2 separate regions of the Rattus norvegicus genome follow, and region 2 is linked to region 1. Evidence: chromatin contacts called from public Hi-C data. All regions are on one chromosome and are shown on one strand. The core of a region is the stretch at or near the end of the contact, and the rest is flanking DNA. Distances in the headings are between cores, read along the strand shown.

Region 1 (6,591 bases), core at 3,464-5,963:
ACTGAGTCATCTCTCCAGCCCATAATTTTTGTTTTTTAAATTGAGTCTGTCCTGACAATCCCGAGGCTGTCCTGGATCTCAATGAATAGGTCAGGCTGGTCCTGAACTCACAGAGGCACAGAGAAGGCCTCTGCCTTCTGAGTGCTGGGATTAAAGGTGTGCACCATGCCCAGGCCACAGCATTAAACCTCAAGCAGAGCAGAGAGAATGAGAACTCAAATGACTCTGAAAGTCTTAAAGCCCACCTCCAGTAACAAACTCCCAAAAACAAAGCTGGACTTCCCAAACCTACCAGACATTGCTATCAAGGGGACCGATTGTTCAAATGCCAGACAGGGAACCGCATTCAAACCACGGTGTGTGTGTGTGTGTGTGTGTGTGTGTGTGTGTGTGTGTGTGCGCGCGTGCGCGCGCGCGCACTCAGATTTTTGTTCCACAATTCCAGCTTTTCAAGTTACTGATTAGATCTGCCAGTTTCCACCTCCTCAGTGTTGGGATTATAAAATAAACAGATGGACACTTGGTTGTTTTTTATGTGGGTCCTGGGGATGGAACTCAGGTCTTCATGCTTGCCTTTGCAAGCATTTTTATCTACTTACCTCCTTGTCTCGGTTGCTCCAGATACCATTCTGCCTAAACCACACCAGATCCATCTTATATCATTATGGACTTGCTACAGGCCAAGAGACTCGTTTCCAATACAGTAATAACTCCCCAGCACTACAACCCCGCCCCCTGAATCAGGGTTTAGTTATACTGGGACTCTTATTCTCCTACCTCAACGTTCTGTCCGAGCCTACTACCCAAAGCTGCTGAGATTGCAGGCGTACAGTGCATTCCCTTTTAAGTCTGTAAGACTTCAGTGGACCTGGGTAGGAGCAGGTGGGAGGGAACCCCAAAGTTCCTTATAGTCGAAAGGCTCCATGAATCGGGAAGCCCCTCTGGGGGGTCTCAACACTGGGCCAACCCCTTTTGAGTCTCCCAGTGATGAATATAAGACTTGAAAATTTCCCTCCTGTTTTGGGGGAGGTAGAAAGAGCTGAGGGGGGTGAGAGAGGAGGCAGCTGTCTGTCCCCCTAAGGGGAGGAGATTAACTACTATTGTCCCCCTAAGGGGAGGAGATTAACTACTATTTGCCAAATATGTGTGGAGGATGAAAGGAGGGTGGGTTCCTTACCTCCCCAGCCTGTCTACCTTGAGCGGAAAGGCCACTTGCTTGGGGGAAGATCTCCGGGCCTGAACTTTCCCCAGCAGCCCTGCCCCCTCCTATCCCCAACCCCCAGCTGGGTTTCAGAACCTTGGCCACATTCTAGAGTCACAGATGCTCTTTCTTCTGCCCAGCAAGCCCGTTTTGTTCCACAGGGAGCCAATGAGGGAAGAGCTACAGTTTCTCCATGCGTTGGCTGGGGCCTTCATCAAAAACAAGACTCATTACCCAACCACAACTCAAAGGATAATTAACAAGCAGTATAATTTCCAATCATTCCCTGTACCACATGCCTATGAAATGAGAAGTGAAAATGCCCACACAATCCCCGGAAACCATAGTCTGAGGAAACCAGGAGAGGCCTGTGGAGACCACTTATACCACCCCACTATCTAGATGACTTACTTTGTCCAGAGGAAGGCAGTTCATCTTGGGTCAGACCGTAGGTTACTCCAGGAAACAGGAGTCCTCCACCAACCCTGCCCACCCACCACTACCAGGAAAATAATCCAACATAATTCTACCCTGCTTCTCTTAGATTCCCCAGCAGAGAGAAAAGAGCTGGTTTGTCACCTCTGGCATAACTCTGAGGTCACATGGGGGCTCTCTGATCTAGAGCAAATGTGGGGAGTCCTTTACTGTAGCTCGCTGAAAGGGACACTGTGTGACTAGAGGGTAACGATGGGGGAGAGTAACTGATCCCTGTGCTCTTTAAAATAGGTTCCTAAGGATCTCCAGGTTCCACAGGGCAGCCCAGGGGTTCCATTGTCTCAGACAGCTCTTCATCTGCTTATAGCTGAAGCCTTGGGGCAGACAACTGGCCCAGCAGGTAAAGTGTTTTCTGTGTAAGCCTGACAGTCCCTGAAGACCCTGCAGCGGAAGGAGGACAATTCACCAAAACTGCATCGACTAGGGCTTTAATCCCTGGGAGGCAGAGGAAGGCTGAGCTATGTGAATTTAAGGCCTGTCTGGTCTTAGAGCAAGTACCAGGCCAGTCAAGGCTACACAGGAAGACTATGCCAAAAAGGAAAGGAAGGAAGGAAGGAAGGAAGGAAGAAAGGAAACAAAATTAAATTAAAAGACATCTCATACACACGTAATAAGACAAGGAATTAGTAAAAAAAAATGGAAAAACATTATAGGTAAATGTAATAAAAGAAATTAATTAACTAATTTTGAGGCAGGGTCTCACTATGTAGCCTTAGATGGTCTTAAACTCACAGAAATCACTTGCTTCTTCCTCCCAAATGAGTGTTGTGATTACAGGTGTAGCCTACCATGCCCAGCTTGCCTTTTTTTTTATATGTAGGGTATTTTGCCTGCATGTATGTTTATGTTCTGTGTTTATGCAGGCCAGAAGAGGGCATTGGGTCCCCCTGGGGTTAAGGTGACAGCTGGTAATCAGCTGCCTTGTGGGTGCTCTTAACCACTGAGCCATCTCTCCAGCCCCTAAAAATTCTCCTAAATAATTCATCCGCCCAGGACTAGAGAATTCATCTAGAACTTTGTACAGTTAGGCAAGCACTGAGCTATATCCCGTGTAGCCTCAATCTGTAGCTAAGAGTGACCCTGAATTCCTGATCCCCTTGTTTTTCCTTCCCAAGTGTTCCACTAGACCTGGAGAGAGAGAGGGGGGGGGGGAGAGAGAGAGAGAGAGAGAGAGAGAGAGAGAGAGAGAGAGAGAGCATGAGAGCACTGCGTGCGTACGCCTGCACCTATGAAGTATAGAGGTTGATATTTGGTATTTTTGAGACAGAATCTGATTCTGAGTCACCAGGTAGGACAGACTGGCTGGCCAGCAAGCCCTTAGAATCCTCCAGTCTCTGCTTCCCTAACACTGATGTAAAAGATGTTTGCTACAGTGTCCAGCCTTTTAATTATTTTTTATTTTTGAGATTATAGTATAATTATATCATCTCTTTCTTCTCTTTCCTGCCTCCAAACCTTCCCATATACCCCTCCTTTTCCTCTTTCAAATCCATGACCTCTTTTTTCATTAATTGCTGTTCTATGCACATATGTCTGTCCATATCCATTTCTAAATTACAGCCTGTTGCATCTGTACAGTGTTGCTTGTATGCAGTTTTCAGGACTGACCACTGGTACAGAAGTACAGATCGCTGTGCTCTTCCCTGGGAAATTCTATCCTCCCACTCAGAGAGGGCTGAAGTCTCCTGGTCTTTCTCTGGTCTGTCTATTGTCAGGGTCCTTATTCAGCTCATGTTAGGCCATCACGTTGGTGAGGCTGTGCCCAGCTTTTTTTTTTTTTTTTTTTTTTTTTTTAAGATTTATTTATTTATTAGACCGCAAGCCTGACTATCAGTTAGTGGAGCCACAAAGTCCTAAGACCTAGGGAGCTTGGATCCTTTGGAACCAACTCATCTTGACCCTAGGAATCTGGCAGTGATAGTGTACTTGCTGCTCTGGACACTCTAATTCACTGACCTGCTATGTGGTACCCAAGAGGTATCCAAAAACAGGGGTCCTTTTGTCTAAGACATCCAAGTGAGAGCACAACTTCTGGTTTCTGGGGGAGACTTTGTAGTGTCAGAGTAACGTCGTCTTTACTTCTGACCCGGGAACCGTAGAATGAAACAGCAACAAGGGCTCTCGGGGATTGACTGGAAAATTGCCTGTGTGTGTCTATATCCATCCATCCCTATTCCCCTTCTGCAGACATTCAGAATGTTTTGAAAGAGCACGAGCCATAGAACTCCACAAGAGTATCAATTCCCTGTGTGGTTTCCGATTGTTCGTTCCTCTTTAAGCTGTAGTAGGGACTGGCAAGGAGCAAGTCTGATGTGTTGGGAAGAAAAATGCTACGAGAGGCGGGAATCTTACTTAGATCAACCATGCAGAAGAGGGCGCTGGGTGGGGCCCACCTCCTTCTGCGCGTTGGGCGTCGCCGCTTTAAGACCGCGGCGGCGCGAGCAGGTCTATGGTAATGAGCCGCCGCCGCCACCGCCGCTGCTCTGCAGAGCTCGCCCGCCCGCCCGGGAGGCGAGGGAACGCGGGTCTCGGCCCGGGACCGCGGCGACCGGCAGCGGCAGCGGCAGGGACGCAGGGCGCGAGTGGGCGGCGCAGGGCGGTCGTTGGCAGCCGGACCCCGGCCGGAGCGCGCGGCTCCTCAGACGCAGGTGGGCGATCTCACGCGGGCGGAGGGGACATTCTGGGGCTCGGGACCCGGGGACCCGGCAGAGCTAGAGATCCTCGCGGCCCTCGGGCGCAGGTAGAGAGCGCCCAGAGCGCAGGTGGAAGCGCAGTGTGAACCCGCAGTGGTCGCGCTGACTCGGGAGCGGGCCCGGCTTCGAGAGTGGTGGGAGCCCGGCGCATCGTGGGCTGAGAGCGCGGCCCCGCCGAGCCATTTGGGTGCAGGCCCAGTGGGACGTACAGGTGGCCCCCGGGGACCGGCGCCCCGGCCCGGGCATGAGGCGCGGCGGGGCCGGCAGGAGCCGGAGGAAGAGCCGCCGCGGCTGTTGACCCGGCTGGCCGGGAGCGGGGAGAGATGCGGAGCCGGGCTGCCAGCGCCCCCCTCCCAACGCCACTGCTGCCGCTGCTACTGCTGTTGCTGCTGCTGCCGCCGTCGCCACTACTGGGAGATCAAGTGGGGCCCTGTCGTTCTCTGGGGTCCGGGGGACGCGGCTCCTCTGGGGCCTGCGCCCCCGTGGGCTGGCTCTGCCCAGCCTCTGCTTCGAACCTCTGGCTCTACACCAGCCGCTGCAGAGATTCGGGCATTGAGCTGACCGGCCACCTGGTGCCCCATCACGATGGCCTGAGGGTTTGGTGTCCAGAATCAGGGGCTCATATCCCTCTTCCGCCATCCTCTGAAGGCTGCCCCTGGAGCTGTCGACTCCTGGGTATCGGAGGACACCTTTCTCCACAAGGCACGCTGACCCTGCCTCAAGAACACCCTTGCTTAAAGGCCCCACGGCTCAGATGCCAGTCTTGCAAGCTGGCACAGGCCCCAGGGCTCAGGGCTGGGGAAGGATCACGAGAGGAATCTATGGGTGGGCGCAGGAAAAGGAATGTGAATACAGCTCCCCAGTTCCAGCCTCCCAGCTACCAGGCCACAGTGCCCGAGAACCAGCCTGCTGGTACCTCTGTTGCCTCCTTAAGAGCCATTGATCCCGATGAGGGTGAGGCGGGTCGACTTGAGTACACCATGGATGCCCTCTTTGATAGCCGCTCCAATCATTTCTTCTCCTTGGACCCAATCACTGGTGCTGTCACCACAGCTGAGGAGCTGGATCGGGAGACCAAGAGCACCCATGTCTTCAGGGTCACCGCACAGGATCATGGTATGCCCCGACGGAGTGCCTTGGCCACACTTACTATCTTAGTGACTGACACCAATGATCACGACCCTGTTTTTGAGCAGCAAGAATACAAGGAGAGCCTCAGGGAGAACCTGGAGGTTGGCTATGAGGTGCTTACAGTCAGGGCCACCGATGGCGATGCCCCTCCTAATGCCAACATTCTGTACCGCCTGCTGGAGGGGCCTGGAGGCAGCCCCTCAGAAGTCTTTGAGATCGATCCTCGCTCTGGGGTGATCCGAACCCGCGGCCCCGTAGATCGGGAAGAAGTGGAATCCTACAAATTGATAGTGGAGGCGAGTGACCAGGGTCGGGACCCAGGCCCACGGAGCTCCACAGCTGTCGTCTTCCTGTCTGTGGAAGATGATAATGACAACGCCCCCCAGTTTAGCGAGAAGCGCTACGTGGTTCAGGTGCGGGAGGATGTGACCCCAGGAGCCCCCGTTCTCCGAGTCACGGCCTCGGACAGAGACAAGGGCAGCAACGCCCTGGTGCACTATAGTATCATGAGCGGCAACGCTCGGGGACAGTTCTATCTGGATGCTCAGACTGGAGCCCTGGATGTGGTGAGCCCACTCGACTATGAGACAACCAAAGAATATACACTGCGGATCCGGGCCCAGGATGGTGGCCGGCCTCCACTTTCCAACGTCTCCGGTCTAGTAACCGTGCAGGTCCTAGACATCAATGACAACGCCCCCATCTTTGTCAGCACCCCTTTCCAGGCCACGGTCCTAGAGAGTGTACCTTTAGGCTACCTGGTTCTGCATGTCCAAGCGATTGATGCTGATGCCGGAGAGAACGCCCGCCTCGAATACAGCCTGGCTGGGGTTGGGCACGACTTCCCCTTCACCATTAACAACGGCACAGGCTGGATCTCGGTGGCCGCGGAGTTGGACCGGGAAGAGGTTGATTTCTACAGCTTCGGAGTAGAAGCCAGGGACCACGGCACCCCAGCACTCACCGCCTCAGCCAGTGTCAGTGTAACCATCCTGGATGTCAATGACAACAACCCAACCTTTACGCAGCCGGAGTACACGGTGCGGCTCAACGAGGACGCGGCTGTGGGCA
Region 2 (6,801 bases), core at 3,478-5,977, 46 kb before region 1:
TTGGGGTTTGGGGATTTAGCTCAGCAGTAGAGCCCTTGCCTAGCGAGCGTAAGGCCCTGGGTTCCGTCCCCAGCTCTGGAAAAAAAAAAAGAAAAAAAAAAAAAAAAGAATAATCACTTTGTCTTTCTTTTGTTTTTGAGACAGGGTCTTGGTATGTGACCCAGGCTGACCTCGAACGCAATCCTCCTGCCTTAGCCTTCCCAGAGCTAGATTAAAAACTTGACTTTATTTACCTAACTCAAAAATACAGATGTATTGCAGAAAACACAATCAACCTGGGCTATAGAGTAGACCCTGTCTCAAAACAAACAAACAAACAAACAAACAAACAAACGAACAAACCACCCATAGTCTTACCCAGAGATAACCCAGTACTGTCTGGGAGAGAGTAAATTCTTACCCAGAGATAACCCAGTACTGTCTGGGAGAGAGTGCATTTTTTGTTTCTTTCTGTGTCTCCCTGTCCCTGTCTCTCTCTGCGTCCCACACGTGTAATAAGTGCACTCTCACTTCTAATCCCTGCTCCTCAGTCTGGTGTTTTTTTTTTTTTAAAGATTTATTTTATTTATATGAATACACTGTAGCTGTCTTCAGACACACGGGAAGAAGGATGGTTGTGAGCCACCATGTGGTTGCTGGGAATTGAACTCAGGACCTATGGAAGAGCAGTCAGTGCTCTTAACCTCTGAGCCACCTCTCCAGCCCTCAGTCTGGTGTTTTAACCTGGTTGCCTTCCACCTTGAGATCCCCCTGCCTCTGCCTCCTGAGTTTTGGGATTGTAGGGTATTAAGACCACACCCAGTCCTAGTTTTGATTTCTTTTTAAGTATGTGGATTTTTTTTCTTTGGCAAAGATCCCCCTCCCCCATATATTAGAATCTCCTATAAATTCCCCATGGTGCATAACATTTTTCCATAACTTAAAATGGGTTAGGCTTGTTAGTTACACAAAATACACCTTAAAAGCCACTGTTTTTTGTTTTTTGTTTTTTTTTTTTCCAGAGCTGGGGACCGAACCCAGGGCCTTGTGCTTGCTAGGCAAGCTCTCTACCACTGAGCTAAATCCCCAACCCCGCCACTGTTCTTTTTTAAGTTAAATTGTTTGTTTGTTTGTTTGTTTGTTTATCTTTTGTTTTTTGGGATAGGGTTTCTCTGTGTAGCCTTGGCTGTCCTAAACTCATTATGTAGACCAGGCTTACTTCATACTCACAGAGATCCACCTGCCTCTGCCTCCCGAGTGCTGGGATTAAAGGTGCATGACACCACCGCCCAGCTCACAATTTATTTTTAGTGTCGTTCACCTTTAATTATCATACAAAGAGCCACCACTAAATAAAGTGGGAAAGATGTTGTTAGTGGTTCAGTCAGTGCCAGCTGTTGTGATGGAACCCAAGGACCTGGGTTTGACCTCTGGCATCCATGTAAAAACCAGGACATGAGACAGTTCGTTCAGTTAGAGACCCTGTTTCAAAAAATGAGATAGTGATAAAAAGAATGTCTGATGTCCACATCTGGCTTCTACATGCATGCTTATATATGTGCCTGTACATTCAAATACACATATATATACATACACACGTGTGCACGCACAAGTGAAAATAAACTACGTTTTTATAAGACACAATGACACAGTACTCTGTTCTTCCTATGGCTGCTGCTGCTTCAGGCCTCTCCTTTCTCGGCTTTTGTTTCCTTAACTCCAGGGCAGAAAGTATACTAATGATGTCGCCAAGATCTACTCGATCAATGTCACCAACGTCATGGGGGGTGTGGCCTCCTACTGCCGTCCCTGTGCCCTAGAAGCCTCTGATTTGGGCTCCTCCTGCACCTCTTGTCCTGCTGGCCATTATATCAACCGGGATTCTGGGACCTGCCACCTCTGTCCCTCTAACACCATCCTGAAAGCTCACCAGCCTTATGGTGCACAGGCCTGTGTGCCCTGTGGTCCAGGGACCAAGAACAACAAGGTGCTACCAGTCTGCCCGGCTTGCACGGGTGCTGGGTTCTTACTGGGATTCTCTAAGGCTGATACCCGCATGCCCCCCCCCCGGAGACCCCCACCCCACTCCCACGCTCAGGTTGCTGTGAAGGGCACTAACCTGGATGTGACTGTGGGCGGTGAGCTCTTAGCAGGAGGTCTTGTCTTTCCTCTGTAGCAGGCAAGTCACATCTTCAGTTGGTGAAGATTAGTGCCCCTGTGGTCCAGAGGTTTGGCATCTACACAAAGACCTGAAGGGAAGAAATAGTGGGGTCTGTGGCCCAAATTTAGGTCATTAGCACAGTAATCTGATCTGCTCCCTCTGTTTAGGAAGGTGAGTCAACCTTTGCTGGTACTTACAGTTAATCGGCATAGCTGCCCTCCAACCAGGGGGCTTCTCAGCTCGATGGATATATAAAGTACATATGAAGAAAGGGTCTTAGATAGTCATCAGCATTTAGAATTAATTTGTTTTCTGCCAGTCACACCAGGGAGACATCTATCAGACTTTAGCCATTGACTTACACTTACTGCTTACGTACTTATGAGACCAGGTCCCATGTAGGCCAGACTAACTTCAAACACGATACAGTCTTGCTCTATTTATCTGCAAAGTGTGTTCATTCATTGTACAGACCCTTCAAAATTTCTTAGGGCAGTGGTTTTCAACCATTAAGAGGGGGCTGCATATCAGATATTTATATCACAATTTATAATAGTAGCAAACTTACAGTTATGAGGTAGCAACGAAGATAATTTTATGGTTTGGAGTCTTAGAGGGTCACAGCATTAGGAAGGTTGAGGACCACTGTTTTAGGGGGTACCTGGGACACTCTCCATAGTCTTCTTCCCCTGGAGCTCCCTCTGCTGCTGGTGGAGAGAATGACAACATGTCAGACTGCCTCTGACTGAGGTCCCTACCATACAAGGAATAGGAAGGGAAGCTCCTTCCACAGCTCAGTTTCCTACAGAGAACTCCAGCAAAAGGAAGCGTTTCAGTGTTTGAAATGGCCGTGTGTGTGCTGAACGTCGGGGGAAGAATGGAAGTCTCTTTCTTGCCACTCTGGAGCACTTATTTAAGTTAAGGCCCTGCTGTCTTGTGCTTGAAAGACAAGCTTGGTCACAGAGCACATGCCCAGCCTGCACAAGGCTCTAGGTTTGATCCCTAGCACCACTGAAAACAAGGTCAGACAGAGGCTCTCCAGTGAATACTGGCATCTGGGAACAGTGGAGTACGTGTGCCACAGTAAATCATAGGTCTATTCAAAGACTTTGAGACATGAATGAAAAGTGTGTCAGACATATTGGAACAGGGATCGTTGGCCACCACGACTAACAAGAAAGTGGCATCAGTCCAAGGCTGAGTGGACAGTGGCTGGGCAGATGTCCTTGTAAAAGTCTTTTGTGTATGTATAGGGGCGTCCTTGTAAGAGCCTGCACACTGGTGCTTCTGTCAGTCTTTCATGATAGCCACCACAGGCAATTATATAGGAACCCACTTCAGATGTGTTCATCTTACATATGCCAATAAGCAAGAGCAAGGTAGACCCGATAGGGGTCTGCTTCCCTTCTTTTAGTGTCCACCTCAGTCTTTCCTTCCTCTTCTTTAATTTCACTCCGGCTGGAACAGGTTGTGGGGAGGTCTGTTGTACTCCACTGCAGCTCTCAAGGCCTGAGATTCGCCACTGACTGGACCCTTTCCCCCTCAGGTCCACTCTCTCTGCTACAATGACTGCACCTTCTCCCGGAACACTCCCAGCAGGACTTTCAACTACAACTTCTCAGCTCTGGCAGGCACTGTCTCTCTGGCAGGCGCACCCAGCTTCACTTCAAAGGGGTTGAAGTATTTTCATCATTTCACGCTGAGTCTCTGTGGAAACCAGGTAAGCTGTGTGAGCAAGCAGTCTGAGTACTGGAAAGTGGACTGGAGACCAGATGTGAGCACAGGAAGAAGAAACAAAACAAAACATGAAAACCAAAACATCCAGGGACTAAGCCACTACCCAAACACTATACATGGACTGACCCTGGACTCCAACTGCATAGGTAGCAATGAATAGCCTAGTAAGAGCACCAGTGGAAGGGGAAGCCCTGGGTCCTGCTAAGACTGAACCCCAGTGAACGGGATTGTTGGGGGGAGGGCGGTAATGGGAGGAGGATAGGGAGGGGAACACCCATAAAGAAGGGGAGGAGGCTAGGGGAATGTTTGCCTGGAAACCAGGAAAGGTAATAACAATTGAAATATAAATAAGAAATACTCAATTTAATAAAGATGGAGAAAAGAAAAAAAAAAGAAAGCCCAAAACAAAACAAAGAAAGAAAAACACAAACAAAAAAAAACAAACAACACCACAGAATCTTTGAGGCCATTGAGGAAAGAGAGAATTAAAGAGGTTTAAACAATTGTAGGCAGCTTCTCAAAGGGAGCTGGGAGAGGTAATGTGGGGAATCTAGGATATGTGTCCTTCTAATCCTGCTTCAGCCTCCCAAGTGCAAGGTATACACTCATCTCCATGGCTGGTCACGGCAAGGCTAGTAAAGACCAGAGGTGCCAGGCATGGTGGCACAGAAACAATCCCAGCCCTCAGAAGGTTGAGGCAGGAGGATCTGGAATTTGAGGCCAGGCTGTGCAAAGCAAATATGTCAAAAAAAAAAAAAAAAAAAAAAGCCTGGAGAAGCTAGTTTCCTTCTCTCACACACAGTTTGCTTTGTTTTATTCTGTTCTTTCATAAAACAGAAGGGAGAGGCTGAGAGTACGGCTGAGAAGCCAGAACAGTGTAGCAGTCATAAGGCCCCGGGTTCACTCTCCCAGAACCTCCCCTCCCTCCAAAGGTTAATCCAGACAATCCCACGTTTGGGGGTGGGGGGCGATGAAGCAGGATAACGTTAGTTCCAAGTCCCTCTGGGCTATTTAGCAAAATCCCATCAAAACAAAACCAAAGGCAGGGGACTTGACTGCTCCTCAGACATCCTGTCTCAAGTCGTCCGGCCTGTTTGAACCCCTTGGAGTCTGTCCAGACAGTGCTTCCAAGACAGACACTGAACCACAGCACCAAGGGAGACAAGAAGGGGCATAAGTCAGCCCAAATGTTCCAGTAAATGTCACTGGCCTCAGGGCTCAGTTGCATAGCTCTTGAGGATGCACCTAGATGCAGAGGGACCCCCCCCCACCCCTGACCAATTGGTTGGAACTCCAAAGCAGTGGTTACCAGCACAGTGGAGGTGACCACAGGGAAGTACAAGGCCAGTGTCTAGAAACTGGGACAAATCTTTACCTTCTCCCCCACCCCCGTCCCCTCCTCCTCTTCAATCTTCTTGTGAGAATCATTCTACTGCAGCATAGGATAGGGACGCTTACCTTTTAGATGCATGGTAAAAAGTTCCCTATCCCCTCTTGGGACTCTTCTGTGGTCATTGGCTTTCTTCCATATGTGCCTTACCAGGGAAAAAAGATGTCTGTATGCACAGACAATGTCACTGACCTCCGGATCCCTGAGGGCGAGGCCGGTTTCTCTAAGTCCGTCACAGCCTATGTCTGCCAGGTGGTCATCATCCCCTCTGAGGTGATGGGCTACAAGGCTGGGGTATCCTCACAGCCAGTCAGCCTTGCTGACAGACTTGTTGGTGAGTAATCCAGTTACCCAGCTTGCTTGAGCATGTGTGTGTGTGTGTGTGTGTGTGTGTGTGTGTGTGTGTGTGTCTTTTTGTATATATGCGTATGTCTCTCTGTGTGTCTATGTTTATGAATGTGTCTCTGTGTATCTGTGTGTATATGTGTGTATGTATCTATCTGTGTTTGCATTTATGTCGTTGTGTGTTTCTGTGTATTTGTGTTTGTGTAGGTCTCTGTGTGTCTGTGTATGTCTTTTTTTTTTAATTATTTCTTTATTTTATCTTTATGATTACACTGTAGCTGTCTTCAGACACACCAGAAGAGGGCATCGGATCCCATTACAGATGGCTGTGAGCCACCATGTGGTTGCTGGGAATTGAACTCAGGACTTTTGGAAGAGCAGTCAGTGCTCTTAACCACTGAGCCATCTCTACAGCCTTTTTTTTTTTTTAAAGATTTATTTATTTATTATATAACTACACTGTAGCTGTCTTCAGACACACCAGAAGAGGGAATCGGATCCTATTACAGATGGCTGTGAGCCAGCATGTGGTTGCTGGGAATTGAACTCAGGACCTCTGGAAGAGCAGTCAGTGCTCTTAACCACTGAGCCATCTCTCCAGCCCCTGTGTATGTCTTTATGTGTCTCTGTGTCTATGTATCTCTTTTTCTCTGTTTGTTTCTGCCTCTGTCTCTGTCCCTCTGTCTCTGTCTCTCTGCCTGTCTCTGTCTCTGTCTCTGTCTCTGTCTCTCTCTGTCTCTCTCTGTCTCTGTCTCTCTCTCTCTCTCTCTCTCTCTCTCTCTCTCTCTCTCTCTCTCTCTGTATTAATGAGTAAGGGACTGGTGGCTAGAAGGCCTCATGTGAGGGGCCCAACCTCCTGATCTTTTTTAATTCCATTCCATGTGCCCCTGACATCTCTGATAAACCCAGGGTTCACTTTTGCATGAGCCACTCAGTGATATGATGAAGTAAAGGTTGGTTGTTGACAGACCTTGAAGGATTGAGGTGGTCACCAGTTCTATGAGCAAGAACTAATCGGGAGCTCTGGTTTGACAGGAGTGTCAATAGACATGGCTTTGGAAGGAATCGTCTCCCCAGCTGAACTTTTTCACCCAGAGACCCCAGGGATCCCGGACGTAGTCTTCTTTTTCAGGTGAGGATGAAAGACCAGGCTCGGACTCTCCTACTACCTCCTACTTGTCAAGCCTGC

What was found. Hi-C and Micro-C count contacts between places; a contact is called where the count stands out from the background.
Region 2: a contact with region 1 is called in a Hi-C map of Schwann cells, with 2.6 times the contacts expected there. The contact joins the enhancer-like site here to the promoter of Celsr2 in region 1. A contact is called at or near these places in 3 of 12 Hi-C or Micro-C datasets (Schwann cells, kidney and mammary epithelial cells).

What each region holds. Positions count from the first base shown.
Region 1 is chr2:198,739,504-198,746,094 of GRCr8, reverse strand. Celsr2 (cadherin, EGF LAG seven-pass G-type receptor 2) reads left to right here and starts at 4,713. Exons shown (of 34, transcript NM_001191110.1): 1 at 4,713-6,591. The coding sequence starts at 4,713. It overlaps LOC108350091 (a long non-coding RNA gene), which reads right to left and starts at 1,314. Exons shown (of 3, transcript XR_005501214.2): 1 at 1,178-1,314.
Region 2 is chr2:198,784,812-198,791,612 of GRCr8, reverse strand. It overlaps Elapor1 (endosome-lysosome associated apoptosis and autophagy regulator 1), which reads left to right. Exons shown (of 22, transcript NM_001427832.1): 14 at 1,703-1,966; 15 at 3,687-3,860; 16 at 5,421-5,601; 17 at 6,648-6,744. Among named protein-coding and RNA genes, the nearest start is that of Sars1, 19 kb to the right of the region's middle. Within about 2 kb of position 4,727, at least 3 of the 93 cell types and tissues checked have an H3K27ac peak or open chromatin away from gene starts, as enhancers often do. A contact at or near this core is called in Schwann cells, where this site is marked.